Linked DNA regions of Bicyclus anynana: region 1 is linked to region 2. A link is a contact called in public Hi-C data. All regions are on one chromosome and are shown on one strand. Each heading gives the region's core, a stretch centred on a gene start, on an enhancer-like site or on the middle of the called end of the contact. The rest is flanking DNA. Distances are from core to core; before and after follow the strand shown. Region 1 overlaps LOC112049246 (serine/threonine-protein kinase S6KL). Region 2 overlaps LOC112049246 (serine/threonine-protein kinase S6KL).

Region 1 (5,369 bases), core at 126-2,625, 55 kb before region 2:
TTTAATAACTTGTTTATTTTAAATTATGTATGGTTATATGTGGTAGGTATATTTAATTTGTTCTAAGCTTATTAGTCAAATTTATTTTCATTAATACAAGGACAAGTTAATTATAATTATTATTAGGTATGAAATGGCTAGTGATTTATACCCTCATTATTAATTTGTTTGTTGGTAAACAGTATTCATCAAAAAAGGTATAGATGTGATATTTTCGAAAGCAAGTGTTCCAAGAAGACTTCGTGTGCTACACTGCATTCAGATTCCTACCATCAAAGTAAATATAATTTTTAATTTAATATCAATTAATTAATTATTTTTAATTAGTGTGAATGGGGGAATGAGAGTTGCGTAGAGCACAAGAAGTGTGTATGATTGCAATATCTGTGATAGATTATAGGAATTCTCATAATGAGCGTACTTACCTACTCAAAAAGCTTGAAAATAAAACTTTTCCAAGATATCCGCCAAAAGTTCCGTTACAGCCCTGTGGATATGACTTCTGCCTCTGATTCCGGAGGCCAAAGGCTCGAATCCGGGATATTAAGAAATTAAATTTCACGTGTCGGTGAAGGAAAAACATCGCGAGGAAACCTGCATACCTGAGAATTTTCTTAATTCTCTACGTGTGTGAAGTCTGCCAATCCGCGTTGAGCCAGCGTGGCGGACTATTGGCCTAATCCCTCTCATTCTGAGAGAAGACTCGAGCTCAGCAGAGAGCCGAATACGAGTTGATGAGTGGCCGGCGGGTTAATGTTTGGCAAACGAAAAACAAAAAATACCATGTAATGTACATTTTTGTACTTTCACCTATTTTGGGAACCTTTTTGGGTTGGGTTGCTCGGAACGCAAACTTCGCTGTAGATTAGCATATAAATTTCTTTATTTTTAATAAGGTCATTTTTATTCGAATCGTCGTTATCAACCCATATTCGGCTCACTGCTTAGCTCGAGTCTCCTCTCAGAATGAGAGAGAGAGAATTGGGGTTAGGCCAATAGTCCACCACGCTGGCCCAATGCGGATTGGCAGACTTCACACATGCAGAGAACATTCTCTGGTATGCAGGTTTCCTTCACCGTTTGAGACACGTGATATTTAATTTTCTTGAAATGCACACAACTGAAAAGTTGGAGGTGCATGCCCCGGTCCGGATTCGAACCCACCACCATCCGAAATCGGAAGCAGAGGTCGTATCCACTGGGCTATCACGTATCTCACGGTCTTATTTCTCTATCACAGGTGTTGCTTATGGATGGAAAAAGTAATTCCTCATGTACATACATTTAGTGTGATAGTATGTTTGTACTAGTGTGTAACAGCTCCTTGTTGTCTCCAGCCCCGGAAGTGATGCAGCGCGACCCGTATGGACACTCAGCAGACTGGTGGTCCCTCGGCGTACTTACCTGTCGAATGCTAACCGGAGAGGTATGGTCGCATGCATTTTATTACTCTCGTTTATTTATTTACTAGCGGACGCCCGCGACTTCGTCCGCGTGGAATTTAGTTTCTCACAAATCCCTCGGGAACCATGGATTTTTCCGGGATAAAAAGTAGCCTATGTGTTAATCCAGGCCATAATATCTTAATACCAAATTTCAGCTAATTCGGTTCAGTAGTTGAGGCGTGAAAGAGTAACAAACATTCATATCATCAAAATCATCAGTTTTCGCAAATCTCGGGAAACCATGGATTTTTTCTTGACATAAAGTAGCCTATGTAATCCAGAGTAAAATCTATTTCCATTCCAAATTTCAGCTAAATCGCTTCAGTAGTAGCGGCGTTAAAGAGTAACAAACATCCAAACATCCATACAAACTTTCGCGTTTATAATAATAGTAGGATCCTTGTTTTACCCTGACGCAAAAAGTTTGACGTGTATATCTGTCTGTGGCACCATAAAACCGAACGGATAAAGCGATTTCAAGTTTATTTTGTATTAAAGGTAACTTTGATGAAAATCGGTTGAGCCCTTTAAAAGTTGTGGTGGGTGAAAGTGGGGAAGAATAACCGAATGTCTGCAAATATACTGCTTACTGCTGGTGTGTGATTCTTAGCCGCGTCCACAAAGAGTTCGAGCCCGCTATTAAGTGAAGGTAAAATAACTTAACTTGGAAATTTTAAAATACATAAATTATATTGTTAAATAAATTGATAATAAATAGCTTGGCCGTGGCAATCCCCGAGTGCCACACGTATTTTTTTAACCTAAAATAATGGGAAATACTTTAATAATATACATTGTATCTGAAGTCTCAACAGCTGGCCTGTTCAGTATTTTAGTCTTTATTATCAACCTATTAAAATAAACATCAAATCAATTGAGAAATGTCATCAACCTACTGTATGATGATATCATTAGGCACTGGATGACATTTGTTACATAGAATCTCAATTTCGTAAATCAGCTATCATATGTCAAAGTTAGTGAATTCACAGTGACACATTGCAAATAGGTTGCCTAATTAAATTGCGGCCAGACTATGAAAAACATACAAAATCTAAGAAACCATGAACTAGATCGAAGGCAACCTAATATAGTTGACTTAAGCATAAAATATGCTTTCATTTGACATATTAGACAACTGAATAACTACAGGTACAAATTACATGAGTTATCTGTTTATGTCTGGCAACCCCACAATTGCAGCGTGAGAGCAGACGACCTTTACTTTTTCTATTACTTTCGGTATACCCTATTAACTAGTGTAGGATTTTTAAAATTAACCAATGAGGGTGGGAGATTAAATAAATTAAAAAATTAAATTAATTATTTAATAACTAAAACGCAATTTAACTAGGCAGCATATGTGCAATGTGTCAATGAGCTTATTTTCTATTATTTATTTCTTATTGCAAATAACAGATGAGAGTATAAATTTCTTATACCGGATCTCGTACTATTAAGTTATTTGTGAATACTAATGGTACTTACAGGAGAGTATTTTGACTCCATTTTCTATATTTAGGATAAGGAAATAAGACAAGAGAATATTATAAAAACTATTTATTATTACTTATAGTACCGTGAATTCGATAATTTACTTTGAAAATAATAATTACAACGTAGATGTTCCACTATTTTAAATTAGTCTCTAGAACTAGTGGATAGTCAGATGAGCCGCTCGTCGCGGTAGATCACTCACAGCGCTGCGGGGCGGGGGGAGCGCGTCGAGGGCGCGAGTCGACCCACGCCTCCCGCCTACTACTTAACATTAACTAACTTAAGGCTTCTTCGACTCTCCACTCTCCTCCGATGAGTCCTTGTCGCTTTCAGCGCTTTCCTCGGAACTTTCTTTCTTGTCTTCTTTGGCTGGTTGGTCATTTAAAATTTGATCCTTAGGCACAACGGGCTTAGATGGAACAACCTCTGCGGGTTGGGCGGGTGCCGCTGGCTTCACTTTTTCAATAACTGACTCCTCCTTCTTAGCTGGTTCCTCGGGCTTTTCTGATTCCTTTTCATTTGTAATTTGAACTTCTTCAGGTTTGGCAGATTTGGGATCTAGTTTTGGCACTTCGGCGGGCTTAACTTCTTCTTTGCTCGCCTCGGCAATTGTTTTAGCTTCAACCGCTTTTGCTTCAGCCTCCGGTTTCTCTTCCGCAGCGTCACGGACTACGCGCGCATCAGAGGCGGCATCTGATTTTGCTGCAGGGGATGCATCTAATACTGGAGCAACTTCCGCGGGTTTCTCTTCAGCTTTGGGCTCAATTGGTTTGACTTCCTCAGGTTGGATGGCTTTAACTTCGGGTTCAGCGGCAGGAGACTCGTCTATCTTCTCCTCTGGGTCCGCACTCTTAGTGGCAATGGCAGGGTTGATAGCCGCTGCGTCTATAACGTCGTCGGCGACTGCTGCATTATTTTTAACTGCACTAACGACATCAATATCAAGAATGCCAGATTTCGCTATGGGTTGTTCGTTTTTGACTTCTTCAACTTTAGCCTGAACTTCTTCAGATTTTAATCCTTCTACAACTGGTTTAGTTTCAGCGATCACACTCTTTACCTCAGGCTTAGCTTCAGGTTCAGCTACTTCAGGCTTTGCAGGAGCTTCTGGTTCAGCTGCCTTGACGGCAGGGATGTCCTCCTTTTTCACTTCAGAGACACCCTCAACTTTAGCTGGAGCTGGTGATTCAGGAGCAATTTCTACAGGGGCTATTGCACTTTTTGCTATAGCCTCTGGGAGTTGTTCACTTTTAGGCTCAGTTTCTGATTCAGGCTTTTCTTCTACGGGAGCAGCTTTCACTTCAGGCTTGACTTCGGGAATAGATGGAGGCGCGACGGGTACTTCTTGCTTTTCCTCGGCGACCGGCATTGCAAGACTCACAGCCGCAAAGGCCATGCAAAGTAGTAAGACCTTCATCCTGAAAATAAAAAAAAATAATGAGTGGTTTCAAGAAATAATGGCAGCAAGATTGTTCGGAATTCAAATAAATGCACGCCTGCAAGTCGTGAGACGCGGTAAGGCCAATGTTACGCACCGCCGCTCGACTCCAACATTTACAGCAATTTTCCTATTAACGTTCAATCATCTAAGGGCTGGCTGGCTGGGGTCGAGTGACGACTATCTAGTCGCGTTGAATTAAACTTAATATGTATAAGTAGGATGTAAACTATTTGTGAAAGTGGACTGGATACTTTGGTACGGTTCATGTTATAGTTCATGTTAAAGTATCGATTTTACGCAACTACAACTTGAGTAGAATTATGTTTTACTACTGGTTCGTTCGTCAAGTTAGCCTACGTGGTGTTGGTCGAGGTTCGAGTTTTAAAATTAATTTCTGTATAGCAGGCAAAAGTTAAAACATTGTGTCTCGGAAAACGCACGAACTCATTCGTCCCGTTCATTATTCATTGTATATCTAAGCGTCAACTCAATCAACCAAAGTCTACCCTAAGCAAGTCAACCCACATTGGATCTAGGTTCCAAATTCCCTCTCATATAAAAGAGGCCTGGCACTGCCAAGGGTTCGTTTTTTATATATTTTTATCTATAAGTGAAAAGTTCTCGAAGTGTTTGTAATTCAAATAGAAAGTACGACTATAAATCCACGAAAGAAAGAAAGGACGAAAATACACTTTATTGTACACCACAAAGAACATACAATAAAATGTATAAAAAAAAAATCAAAACGTACAATATGCAATTGCAGCGAGCTCTTCCAGGCAACCTAACTATAAAACTAATAAGCAAAAATATAAGGATATAGGATTGAGTGTTCAGAAGTAATAGAGAAAAGAAAATGAAATCCACAAATAACATAAGAATAAAAAGAAAATAATCCTACAGTATTTGTAATTGCATTTGCAACTATGGTTGTAAAAATAGCTAGCTAGAAAATAGTAGTAAACAAGTACCTATTAATAAAAGTA
Region 2 (5,143 bases), core at 2,361-4,860:
GATTTTCATCCTAACAAGTTAGCCCGCTTCCATCTTAGATTGCATTATCACTAAGTAATTTAGATAATAAAAAAATCATATCAATCAGAGGTCATATTCACTAAGCTATCATGGCTTTGTCAAATATAATGGCGTGGTGAGTCTCAGCTCTATATCCCCTTTCCTATAAGAAGAATCGCCTGAGCATATAGTGGTCCTCTAAAAACAGGAATAACATTTATTATGGTGTAGGTACCTGGTACCTCTTAATCGATTCACTTTAATTGGGGTGCATGTATCTGAATGAACACAAAACGTGTTGTAAATTCCAAGTGTGCAATTAAAGGCAGGCTCCCTATTTTTAGCCCTTGAATTTATTTTTTTTTTTTGTTTTATTGGACGAGTAGTCCAAGAGCCGATCGAAACTTTATTTCTAGTATTTAAATACGCTATCAAATTCTATAAATAGGAATAAAATCTCTCAGACTAATTAAAGAAGGACTAGTAAATATTCTCACCCAAATTCACGAACAAATTTGACTGTCATTATTCGAGCAAAACGAGCTTAGTTTAGGTTAGGTTAAACTAGAAGTTGTCGAGTTTTATTACACCATTCAACTACACAAATATTTTTAATTTTTTTACGGAGCTCTTTATAACCCAAAAACACGATTACAACTATAAAACATCGATTCTATAGACAGTTTTTATAATCGCATTTGATCGTTGATCATATACTTTGACAGAAAAGTATCGTCTAGCGAGGAAGGTCCTTATGTAATTAGTTTGAGAAAAAACTTTATGTTTTGTTTTTAATTATTTTATCTTTTTGTACCTAATAATTTAAATATTTTACGTGTGTCAAATTATAAATGCATACATGTAATATTTTTTTCGTTATTGAGTGAGGCACATCTAACACACAAACATATAAAATGGCTTTATAAAAAAAATTACATACAAAAATAAATAAATAATCTAAACTAAGACTAAGTACTTAACTAGAAACTTCTAGCGGCCACTCAAAATGTTATTATTATTCTTTTCCCATATTGTTTGATTTATGTTTAAAAGTTAGATCGGTAGATTTTAAAATGGTGAAGAAACTGTTCACTGGATCTTAGTCTAGATGTCCCAGACGGGTTATGGGGGCTAATGTTGCGTAGACACGGCTTATGAAAAACGCATGAAGAGCGCTAGACGCCGCGTTTGATCGCACGTCTATTGAATTAGGTTTATGCAAGTGTGCTGTCTGAATTATTTCAAGTCACGTTCCGAGTGCTTTTTATAGTAATGAGAACGAATTGTATCGGAAGCAGGTGTGCGTAGACTTGAGAACTGCGATTTTTTTTCAAGTATGTTTAAAATGGTGCTTGGTTAATCACGTAAGCGAAGATTCTCCTACGGGTCTCTGGTACGCGCTTGCTTAGAATTTAGAATTTTAGAATTTTAGAATTTATTTGGTGTTTTTGCTTTAGTTGTATTGATGGGGCATGATGATGGTAGAAACGGCAACTGATACAGGAGTTCATACGATCTTCGCAGTATCAATCAAGAACGATAGGCGTATATGGGGGGGTCGTGCCCACCCTAGAATGGACCTGTGCCCACCCTAGGATTCTGGGCTACTGATGTGGAATTCTATTATAAAACTAATAATAGACTTGATGTCCGGGGCCAGGCCCACCCTAGGAAAGAATCCTAGATACACCAATGAACGATAGCCAAAAAAATGTGTTCTAATGCTTATCTTTTTGTAAAGGAAATTGGCGAGGTTGCATATATTTTGGGACTAGCAAATAGAAGTAACGTACATAATGGAAACCCATTGATAGTTGTTTAACGTGATTAAACTAAGAAAAAAGCAAATGGTAACCAACCTTGAAAAGCTTGGAGAAAAGAGATATACCTTAAAATTAGAAAGTAACCTAACCTATATAGCAGGGGTGGCCAACTTGATTAGACCCAAGATCTAATGTTTACTATTGAAACCCTGAACGATCTACTCGTATATATTAGTGTTAGTGTTAGTGAGTATTGCGTGTTTTGTATTCAATTCACTATGATCAATGAAATCATTAAACCGATAAATTGAACCAACCTCTCGAATTTCTGAAATCGCTTTAGCGAATTTAGAAGTCTGCTACCACTGCCCTAATTTCTGTCACGATTGACGACGACTGTGTACTTCATATAAATGAAGTTGTAGGTAGACGTTTTTTCAAAATATCATCTTTGATATTTACAAATTCTTCAAATTTTTTCTTTTCTATGTCAACTATCTTAAATTATATATTATATTTTTTATAAAAATTATACAAGATGATGCGTGAAGCAGTTGCCGATTACGTTGCGCAGTCTGGTCTACGTATTTATATTTTTTGCCTTGCCACGATCTACTGGACTAACAGTCGCGAGCGACCGGTCGATCGCGATCGACCTGTTGGCCACCCCTGCTATATAGTATATGCATACGAATAAATGTGAATTTTATACTGAAAAACACCGCCGCTGACATACAACTGCGTGATTGCTTTATAAATACCTCAAGGCGTTTCGATCTCAGGCAACAAGTAGAACAATTTAATTATGCTATGCTAAGTAATCTTGATTCCCGTTCTGTAAAATCTCAATATTTTTTTTCAAGGATCTTATAAGATAATAGTTTTAATTAATACAAATGTATGAGTGTACGACACTTCTGAGTGTGACTCCCACTTTCGCCATCCTCCTTTATATAATTATATTTTTTGTCATCTTACTAGGGCCAGCCCTGCACCAGTAGTCAGCTTTTACAGACATTACATAACCTGACCCTTGACTCGAAGTCAAGACCTCATGATCAATTTCAGCAAGGAAAATACTCAATACGCATATTTTACACTAGCGCACGCCCGCGACATTGACCGCGAAAAATTCAGTTTTTTACAAATCCCACGGGATACATGGATTTTTCCGGGTTAAAAAGTAGCCTATATGTTGCTCAATAATCTATACTAATAATATAAATGCTAAAGTAAGTCTGTATGTCTGTCTGTCTGTTATCTTTTCACGGCTAAACGGCTGAACCGATGAAGATGAATTTTGGTATAATGGTAAATGGGACCATGAAGCAAAACATAGAGTACTTTTTTACTCTAAAATAAAAAGGGGTGAAATAGGGGTTGAAAGTTCGTATAGAAAGTCCTTCATTTTTAGAGTTACAGTTTTAAAAATTTGTTCTTACATCATAAAAAAGTATGAAATATAATGTGATTCATTAATTTTTAAAATTCAACCCCTAAAGTGGAGAAATAGGGGTTGAAAGTTTACATTGATTTCCACGTGGACAAAGTTGCAGGCGTCCACTAGTATCATATGTTTATCAGTGAAAGACCCACCAACGGTTCTGCTGTTACAGAGGTTAGCCCGGGAAAACTGACAGAAAATAATTCAAAATGATTGTGTTTTAATATGGTGTTTAGGCATTTGAGAAAACATAGTTGCTCGGATTTTGAAATCATATACAGACACTTCAATTTTATTTATATACATACATATAAATACATACATTGATTTACAGTTTCCGACGCCTGCGGTGCGTATGTCAGCAATACGCGACGAAGAGCGTCTTACGTCAGCAAGCCTCACTGACAGAAGTGACACAAACGACAGGTAAATCTTCATCATTATCAGTAGGCCTGGCATGCGCCCCACGACGTATTCCGTGAAGAGAAAAAGACAAATGTCGACCAACAGCTGTTGTGTTGTCCCCATGACGAAAGAAAGAGCGTTACTTCCGGTTGCGCCGCCATTGGTTGAAATTTGTCTTTCTCATTTCTTAAGATATGTCGTGGTGCGCATCTTAGGCCTACAGGCATAGAGCCTACCTACCACAAAAATGACGGTTGGCAAGCATTTATTGATATTTGTATTGTGTCCTTTATGTGGACTCAGTTTTCAATGGACCCTTTCTGTTAAAACTATAGCCCTACTACGTCATAAAGACCGAAACAAGAAAATATTTCAGGTCGCAATAGAGAAATATATAGGTATAAAAATGGTCATGGTAGAGCCGTGGCTTGCCCTTAGCCCTTGACTACAATCTCACCTGATGGTAAGTGATGATGCAGTGTAAGATGGAAGCGGGCTATCTTGTTAGGAGGAAGTTGAAAATCCACACTCCTTTTCGGTTTCTACACGACATCGTACCGGAACGCTAAATTGCTTGGCGGTACGTCTTTGTCGGTAGGGTGGTAACTACTTCCACCAGCCAATAACCAGGTTGCACCCATTATACAATTAGCATGTATGTTTAAAATGAAGGTCTTGGTACAATCATAGTAGACCGTTTACATTCTATGCGACCACGGCGCTACCATGACCATTTTTGTACCATATTTATGTACATTCATACATAGACTGCCATCACATATAGACTGCCAAAATCCCTTACCCTTCTTTTTGGCTTAGTCGGGTAAAAATGGATACCTTACGTGAACTGGTTGCCTACGAGGCTGTTAAGCAAAGGTAAAGGTCCTAAATTGCACCTATATGGTAGGAGTCCACTGATCCGTATCGTACCTACGGATCGCACGAATCTACTGTAAAATTAAAAATCCGTTTTATTTAGTGTAATTTAGTATAAGCTTGCCTTTACACGCCTGCCTGTCTTAAAATCTAGAACGGCACATAGTTAAATCTTAGTCTGTTTAAGAACATAGACAATAAAATCGTTTTCTTTTTTCAGCGTGATGCAACAGTCGACCCCTATTCTACCTAAGCCAGGTGCTTTGCCGGACAGTGCTACTAAACTTTCAAAACCAGCGAGAGCGCTTTTGATAAGATTATTAGAAACGGAACCTAAAGTGCGGCTACGGAGTCTTCGGCAGTTACAACAAACCGCATTTTATCTAGGATTTAATTTCGAGCATGTAAAAGCGAAAAAGGTTACTTAAGAGACTTAATTAACTTGAGCTTACCTTTCTGCTAAATTCTTAATTTTTTATTTTTTATTTTTTGCAGCTTTCACCTAAACGAGTTTTAGAAAATCACATACAAACCATGAGGCCTGCCGTTTCGAATGAAGAAAATAACTGTGAATTTATAGAATTTGATCAAGAAGCGATGGTGTTATAATCTATAGTGTAATTAAAATATTTAGTTTTTAATCAACTCTCTTCTG

What was found. A called contact is a pair of places that touch in the nucleus more often than the background predicts.
Region 1: a contact with region 2 is called in a Hi-C map of whole larva, with 3 times the contacts expected there. The contact joins two enhancer-like sites. A contact is called at or near these places in 2 of 2 Hi-C or Micro-C datasets (whole body and whole larva).

What each region holds. Positions count from the first base shown.
Region 1 is chr14:4,871,522-4,876,890 of ilBicAnyn1.1, reverse strand. LOC112049246 (serine/threonine-protein kinase S6KL) reads left to right here. Exons shown (of 10, transcript XM_052885508.1): 7 at 1,338-1,426. LOC112049245 (fibrous sheath CABYR-binding protein) reads right to left here. Exons shown (of 2, transcript XM_024087053.2): 2 at 2,991-4,360. The coding sequence starts at 4,359. The coding sequence ends at 3,223. Among protein-coding and RNA genes, the nearest start is that of LOC112049247, 17 kb to the left of the region's middle. Within about 2 kb of position 1,375, at least 6 of the 8 cell types and tissues checked have open chromatin away from gene starts, as enhancers often do.
Region 2 is chr14:4,818,923-4,824,065 of ilBicAnyn1.1, reverse strand. It overlaps LOC112049246 (serine/threonine-protein kinase S6KL), which reads left to right. Exons shown (of 10, transcript XM_052885508.1): 8 at 3,542-3,633; 9 at 4,709-4,907; 10 at 4,984-5,143. The coding sequence ends at 5,097. Among protein-coding and RNA genes, the nearest start is that of LOC112056517, 5.5 kb to the right of the region's middle. Within about 2 kb of position 3,610, at least 8 of the 8 cell types and tissues checked have open chromatin away from gene starts, as enhancers often do.